2 separate regions of the Gossypium hirsutum genome follow, and region 1 is linked to region 2. A link is a contact called in public Hi-C data. All regions are on one chromosome and are shown on one strand. The core of a region is the stretch at or near the end of the contact, and the rest is flanking DNA. Distances in the headings are between cores, read along the strand shown. Region 1 has its middle 120 kb from the start of LOC107933939. Region 2 holds the start of LOC107895067 (receptor-like serine/threonine-protein kinase At4g25390).

The links. A called contact is a pair of places that touch in the nucleus more often than the background predicts.
Region 1: a Hi-C map of leaf shows a contact between it and region 2, with 2.3 times the contacts expected there. The contact joins the enhancer-like site here to the promoter of LOC107895067 in region 2. A contact is called at or near these places in 2 of 34 Hi-C or Micro-C datasets (both in leaf).

What each region holds. Positions count from the first base shown.
Region 1 is chrA09:37,570,943-37,574,701 of Gossypium_hirsutum_v2.1, reverse strand. It overlaps the pseudogene LOC107933942. Among protein-coding and RNA genes, the nearest start is that of LOC107933939, 120 kb to the right of the region's middle. Within about 2 kb of position 1,696, at least 2 of the 9 cell types and tissues checked have an H3K27ac peak or open chromatin away from gene starts, as enhancers often do. A contact at or near this core is called in leaf, where this site is marked.
Region 2 is chrA09:37,275,877-37,280,241 of Gossypium_hirsutum_v2.1, reverse strand. LOC107895067 (receptor-like serine/threonine-protein kinase At4g25390) reads left to right here and starts at 2,396. Exons shown (of 1, transcript XM_016820277.2): 1 at 2,396-4,365. The coding sequence starts at 2,640.

The sequences.
Region 1 (3,759 bases), core at 447-2,946, 300 kb before region 2:
TCATTATGCTTAGAGGGAACTTTGGATCCACATGTTGTTTCTGGGAAAATTGTGATATGTGATCGAGGAATAAGTCCTAGAGTGCAAAAGGGTCAAGTAGTGAAAGATGCTGGAGGAGTAGGAATGATTTTGACAAACACTGCAGCAAATGGGGAGGAGCTTGTTGCAGATTGTCACCTACTTCCAGCAGTTGCAGTGGGAGAGATGGAAGGGAAAGCAATCAAACATTATGCCTTAACAAATGGGAAACCAACCGCAACTCTAGCCTTTTTAGGTACCAGATTGGGTGTTAGGCCATCACCAGTGGTGGCAGCATTTTCATCTAGAGGACCAAATTTCCTCACACTTGAAATTCTCAAACCTGATGTGGTTGCGCCAGGGGTGAACATCCTTGCAGCCTGGACTGGAGAATTGGGTCCGTCAAGTCTTCCAACAGATCATAGGAGAGTGAGATTCAACATATTATCAGGGACTTCAATGTCATGCCCTCATGTTAGTGGAATTGCTGCCTTGATCAAGGCCAGACACCCAGATTGGAGTGCCGCAGCAGTTAAATCTGCTCTAATGACAACCGCTTATGTTCATGATAACATCCATAATCCACTCCAAGACTCTTCCACTGCAGCAGCTTCCACTCCCTATGATCATGGAGCTGGTCATATCAACCTTTGAAAGCTCTAGACCCAGGTTTGATCTATGACATTTCAGCCCAGGATTACTTTGTATTCCTCTGCACACAGAAATTGACTGCAATGCAGCTAAAAGCTTTTAGCAAGCATTCCAATATGTCTTGCCATCACAACACCCTTGCCACTCCAGGAGATTTGAACTACCCAGCAATCTCAGTTGTCTTCCCAGAAGATACAGCCATTTCAACTTTGACTCTCCATAGAACAGTCACAAATGTTGGTCCTCCTGCTTCACATTACCATGTTGTAGTTTCACCATTTAAAGGCGTCACCATTAAAGTTGAGCCCAAAACTCTAAATTTCACTAGAAGAAACCAGAAACTGTCTTACAAGATCAGTTTCACAAGAAAATCCCCACAAACAATGCCTGAGTTTGGAGGGCTGGTGTGGAAGGACGGAGTGCACAAAGTAAGAAGCCCCATTGCTATCACATGGTTACCACCATTTTAAACTAGATTTTCAGTCACCTATGATTCCAAATAAACATTATGTTTTTATATAAGGTCAAGGGGATCTTTAATTTTATCTGCATTTCTTTCTGGTTTTTACAACAATTTTGTAGCCTTCACATGATATAAGAGCAATTAAAAACCAATTGCTGTATGTTATTAACCATTTCAGTCTCCTTCGTTAACAGAAAAAACCATTTCAACCATTTCGGAATACCAAGCCAGCGTAAATAAACAGAGAAAAGTATCTACTTTTATAGATGTGGTTAAGCATTTATATACTATGAGACAGTAAGTGTAATTGCTTTTCATCTGTTCGTAGCATCACAATGCACAACCAATGACTTAGCACTGAAGATTCGGTATCCATATGCATCAGTTATCAGTTGTCACTTTAATTTATATATAGAGAGAGAGTTCCACTTTTATAAAAACGAAAGTTCGATTTAAATAAACTTACTTGATCGGTTGTCACTTTAATTTCTCAAACCAAACAAGCAAACATTAATAAAACCCTAAGTTTAAACCGAATACATATTGGTAGCCCAATTCAATTAATTTAAACCCATACAAAACAAAAAGTCCAACCCATTGAACAAATCCAATTGTATCTATATGTATACCCAAGCACAAACAAAGCGGGCAATGGTATTCTATATTTCAGGGCGCATTCGTGGGTAATTGGTGGCATAGTTCACCCAAGTGATATTAGTGTGACTATTACATATATAACTAAAAAGTGATTTCTTTTTCCTTACAAGTGTATGTAATTGTGTTGTTCATTGATAAACGAAGATGAATACTTATGAAATGTTAATGAAATAGCTCAATAAGCACTTAAAAAGTGATTCTTTATATATATATATATATACCACAAATGCACAAACTATTATTTATTGCTCAAAGTGATTAAATATTAAAGTGCCCTAATAAATTTGGTGAAATAGTTAGGATAAAATTGCTAAGTCATAAAGATTAGTATGTGCATTAGTATTGAAGATTGACATTTAGTGTTAAGGCAAGGTTATATACCTTATGGCATAGCACATAAGTGCATTTTGGATCTTTTTTCAAGGTGTTTATGGTTTTGCCTTTAGAGCAATATATGTTAGGGTGTTCAGTTGGAATCTTGAGTATCCAAGTATATTTTGCTAAGATTTATTAAGGGTGAAATGTTTTAAAATTTGACTAATAAGAATTATTAATAAACATGTCTTGTTAAAATTGAAACAAAAGTGACATGGTAAGTGTTCATGAGTAATGATAATTGAACTTACAATTATAGTAAGTGTCGAAATGGACACGAATAAATTGATATGATTTAAAAATGAATAATTAAATAAGAGTGGACCTAAGTGTAAACATCAATTTCATTAATATTTTGAATTAGTGAAATAAGAATTTTAACATTAAAGAGCTATATTTCAAACAAGTGAAATGAACATAAGTTTTATATTGATAGGTTTTGAAATAAAGGAAGCCATGTAGGCTAGTGGAAAATGAGCATGGTACAAACAATGAGCTAAAAAATTGGTAACTTGTCAGTGGTTTAGTCAAAGCGAAGCTTTTAATTTGTAAAAAGACTTGACACAAACTGTAAGAATGATAAATTGGATGTCCTAGCGTAGTTACTAAACTCTTTGAGCTTAATGCATTATGCATTAGTGGTTTAAATGTGTGGGTAGAAAACCTTTCTAAGAAAGTAGAGATCGGGTCTTAGAAGAAACACATCATTGTTTGAGACTAGAAAGACATAGTTTCCTTTGTATTACTGTATTAGAAGGTTTTGTAATGGCATGTACATAGGCTGTGTTGGAAAAATCAATTTAGAAAGCAGTGTCAATAGGCACAGTGGAAGTTTAAAAAATTCTCTTTGAAATCGAGCCGTTGTGTTATTTATAAAAATAAGCTTAATAGAAAATTACTTGTACTTTGTACGAGATGGTCTAAAGTCTATCTCGACTTTCTATCAAATAACCTTCTCCATTATTCTCGAACCATGAATTACCACAAGCGTAGGCTCGAGTAATATGAACTCAATCAGAAAATCAAAACTTTTATTTAACTTTTAGTAAGAAAATTAATTCTTTTTACCTAAAAACTATGTGTTTTTCTCAGAAAATATAATTTATTCTGTAAAATAAATTTCCATTATTTTTGATAGAATAATGTCGTATGTGAAATGTTGTAAATTGCTTAACACATAGTTCCTATATATAGAGAATCAATACAAGAGTTCTGCTCGAATAAGGTCTAATTATATAATAATATTTTCATAAAAAATACAATGCTCTAGTAGAACTAAAGTACTAGGGGCAGCGACACCCCTAGTAATACTATTGGGTTTTGTCGCCCTTTACATGTAATAAGCTTAAGTTGAGCCTTTCATGTATTAGCTCCAATATTATTTTTTAATAAATTAATTTAAGTAATTAAATCAACTAATTTAATTTCTCAATTAAATTATTTTCTCAACCCAATTCTAATTTTGTTAAAGTTATCAATTAATTAAATAATAATTCAAAAAGCTTAAATTAATTTAAAAGTCATCTTTTGTATTTAGCGGAAAATGCATTCACTATGGATAGTGATACATGCGATCTATTTCTCTTACTTCATCG
Region 2 (4,365 bases), core at 1,147-3,646:
TCCGGCAAAATTATGTCGTCCTATGTCTAGGGGTGCAATCAACTCCGTTTAATCATGCTAGATCTACTATTAGACAGGGACTTTTTCTCCTTTAAATAAGCACATCAATACTTGAATCAATATCCTGGAATATTAAAGCAAGAATTAAGAACTCATAATTAAGAACAAATCAAATATTTATCATATAATTTAGAAAATAATAACAAGATCCGTCTTAAGTTTCATTCCCCTTAGGTATTTGGGGAATTTAGTTCATAAGTGTAAAAGAAAACATCTCAGAAGAATAATAATAACAAAACATATAGAAACTCAAAAATCCCGAAGGAAATCGAAGGGAAATCTTCAGTCTTAAAGGGGAATCAAGCTTCTAAGATGGATCAATCGGCTTTCTTCGAGTAATCCTTGCCTCTTATTCCGTGTGTCTTTTCTAAATACCTCCTGGGGTGTTTATATAGGCTTTAGAATGCTTCAAAACCCTCAAGAGTGGCCTTTTCCGAATAGGACTAGACTTGGGCTCGACAGGGACACGCCCGTGTGCGAGTGCTTCAAATCGTGTTAGAGTCTATTGAATAGACACGGTCGTGTGATCTACTTGTGTAAGGAAGTCCAGGCCGTGTTAGAGTCTGCTAACACTACACGGTTGTATGGTATACCCGTGTAGGGAAGTCCAGGCCGTGTTGATTTCCCACGTTAGCCCATTTTTTCTGTTTTTGGCCTGTTTCTCGCTCTTTTTACTTTCCTATGCTCACCTAAGTATAAAACATGAAATTAAAGGATTAGGAGCATCGAATTCACCAAATCTAAGGAGAAATTATCCATAAATGTACTGAGCATGAGATAAAAATATGTATAAATTACGATTTATCAACGGGCGTGTGAGGCATAACTCTAGTAATTTTACTAAAATTTTTTATAATTCTCGGTTTAGTCCCAGATCGCTTTTAATATATGTTTTGGGCCTTGTAGGATCATAATAAGGACACTATGATGTTGTTTGACCGGTTTTAAATTAGAACAAAATTTTATAACCCGTATCTTCCAAAAATATCTGAGTATGTGTCTAGTAACGCCTCGTACCTAGTCCCGATCTCGAGTATGGGTAAGGGCTGTTACAGCGCCATGCAATGACATGAAATGTATGCCGTGGTGGAAAAATATGGGTACATATATTTCCAGACAAACTCGTTACGGTAGACCTACAGAAACACGTAAAGGTTAGGGGAAAAGATCTCCCGAGCATTGGTTAGCTATCACTAAACCAGGCAAAATACTTTATGAAATTAGCGGAGTAGCCAAAAATATAGCCAGAAAGGCTATTTCAATAGCAGGATAAAAAATGCCTATTAAAGTTTAATTCATTATTTCAGGATAGGAATATAGAACCAAAGGAAAGAAGTCTTGTCTTGGGAATAAAAAAAACAATTGCGAGTTTTTTTTTTTTTTACAAACAATATTTCATTTTTTCTTCGTCCTTTATTACATTGAAAAAAAGAGATTTCAAAAAGGATTCAACCTCAGACTCATTTAAATGTAGCAAATAACAAAGAGGCCCAAGAATTTATGTGTATTCAAGTCATAGGAGCTAGTAATCGCCGATATGCTCATATTGGTGACGTTATTGTTGTTGTGATCAAGGAAGCAGTACCAAATACATCTCTAAAAAGATCAAAAGTGATCAGAGCTGTAATTGTATGTACTCGTAAAAAACTCAAACACGACAATGTGATGATAATATGATATGATGACAATGCTGACGTTGTGTTTTGGTCACTGTTTTATTAAAAACTCAAATGGAAAGTTAACTAGGATGCCATATGTTAAAAATAAAAATTGAAAAAAAATAAGTTTACACCCGATAAAAATAAAAACTAAAAAATAAAACCAAGGCTAAATTTTGGTTAACTTTTGAAAAACCAAGGGTAAATTTAGGTTAACTTTTGAAAAAAATTGGGAATGTTTTAGAACCTTAATCAAACCTTGAACTCAAATTTAAATTTGATTTACAATTTAATTTAGGGTTCCAAACACTTTAAAAATTTCTAAAAGTTATCTCGATGTTTTAACCTAATTCCTTTTTTGTGTTTTTTTAATTAAAATGTTATTGTTTTGCCCTTATTTAAACTTTTTTAGTTTTTATTTTAATTACGTGTAAATTTATTTTTATTTTTAACTTTTATTCTTAATAAATGGTATCTTAATCAGCTTTTCATTTAGATTTTAAAAAATAAGAGTCGTTATTTATGACGGTGTTATATTTGATAAAAGAAAATTAAAATATGTAAAAATAGGAATAAAGTAATTTTAGAATGACTGTGTAGCTAAAAGAAACTATTGATATTCCTGACTGAAACTTAAAAGTGCTTTAAATTTGTTTCGTTGAGTTTTTTTTTTCGGAGTAAGAAGAGAAGTGAGGGAGATGGTCTGAAGTTTTGTTTTCGAGTTGTACTAATCATCTCTTCTTTTTTCTTTTTTTTTTGTCATTTAATTCAGGGAAAAAAAGTACAAATCATTACACCCTCTCAACAACAAACAACCCACGAACCACATTTTGCTTTTAACAATACCACTTGACAGTTATACATCTAGAAGCCAAAGAGAAAGCCCGATTTTTTCTTTCTTCTTTTTTTTTTTTTTTTTCTATGATGCCTCGCTCGCTCCCACCGCTGCGGCAACCGCCGTTGATCCACCACCGCCCTTTACCCATACGTCTCATCCTCCCACCTATCGTAGCTTTCACAGCGGCCTTTTCAATCTTACTCGTTCTATCCTTGTGCCTTCGCAAAATTCGACGTGAACGCACTGTTCCCACCGACTCCAAGCCGCCATACCGGTTTTCGTACTCCGTCCTCCGTCGCGCTACCTCCTCTTTCTCCGTTTCACGGCTCCTCGGTCAAGGGGGCTTTGGCTCTGTTTACCGCGCTACCATCTCGAAGAACCTCCATCATGACGACAGCCGAAGCAAAAACATTCAAACCGTCGCTGTTAAGGTGATGGACGCCAGTTCTCTTCAGGGCGAACGCGAGTTCCAAAACGAGCTCTTCTTCGTTTCAAAACTCGATTCTTCCCTGGTCGTTCCAGTCCTCGGCTTCTCTCACGACCGAAAACGACGTCGAATGCTCCTTGTTTACGAGCTCATGCCTAACGGCAATCTGCAAGACGCGTTGCTTCATAGAAAATGCCCCGAGTTAATGAACTGGAAACAGAGATTTTCAATTGCTGTTGATATTGCCAAGGGAGTTGAATATCTCCATGGATTAGACCCTCCAGTAATTCACGTAGATATTAAGCCTAGTAACATATTGTTGGATCAGTATTTTTCAGCCAAAATTGCTGATTTTGGACTAGCAAGGTTGAAATCAGAGGAAATTAAACTGGAAATTGCTGAGGATCATGGATCTATAGCGGAAACAGAGAGTGTAGCTACAGGATTTGAGGATTATGGATCTATTGCGGAGAATTCGGAGGTTGTTACAGTTGCCGTTTCTCCGCCGGCAGTTGCAACATCTCCTGAAATTATGGAGAAAGGAAGCGTGTCGGTCTCGGAGGGGAATTTCGATAGAGCAAGTGTTGAGAATGGAAAAGAATTGGTCAATGGTGGCGGGAAGCAGAGTGGCGGCTCCAGCAGCGATTGGTGGTGGAAGCAAGATATGGGCGCAGTGGGAGAGAGTGGGAAAGTGAAGGGTTATGTGATGGAATGGATAGGAAGTGAGATTAAGAAAGAGAGACCCAGTAATGATTGGATTACTTCAGTGGCTTCTTCAAGCTATGAAATGAAAGCTAAATCGGGGGAGAAGAAGAATAAGAAGAGCAAAAAACGATTGGAATGGTGGGTGTCAATAGAGGACGATAAGGAAAACAATGTAAAGAGGAGACCGACAAGGGAGTGGTGGAAAGAGGAGTATTGCGCAGAGCTTTCAAAAACAAACAAAAAGAAGAAGAGAGAGATGGCAATGTGCCATAGTGATGATAATGGTGGTTGGGAGAATTGGTGGCCGCTTGATGATGCGAGGAAGAAGAAGAGGAGTAAAAGCAGTATTGGAAGTGTGGACTGGTATGATTCATTTAGTGGGGAGATTCCCAAGAGTGGTGGGATTAGCAGTACCCCCAGTATGAGAGGAACCGTTTCCTACATTGCTCCTGAGTATGGTGGAGGAAGTGATCCATCAGAGAAGTGTGATGTTTACAGCTTTGGAGTTCTACTATTGGTTCTCATTGCAGGGAGGCGACCCTTGCAGGTTACAGGCTCTCCTATGGCGGAGTTTCAGCGGGCCAATCTCACTTCCTGGGCGAAGCATCTTGCACAAACTGGGAAGCTCTTTGATTTGATTGACCAGAGTATACAGTCTTTGAAACAAGAACAGGCTC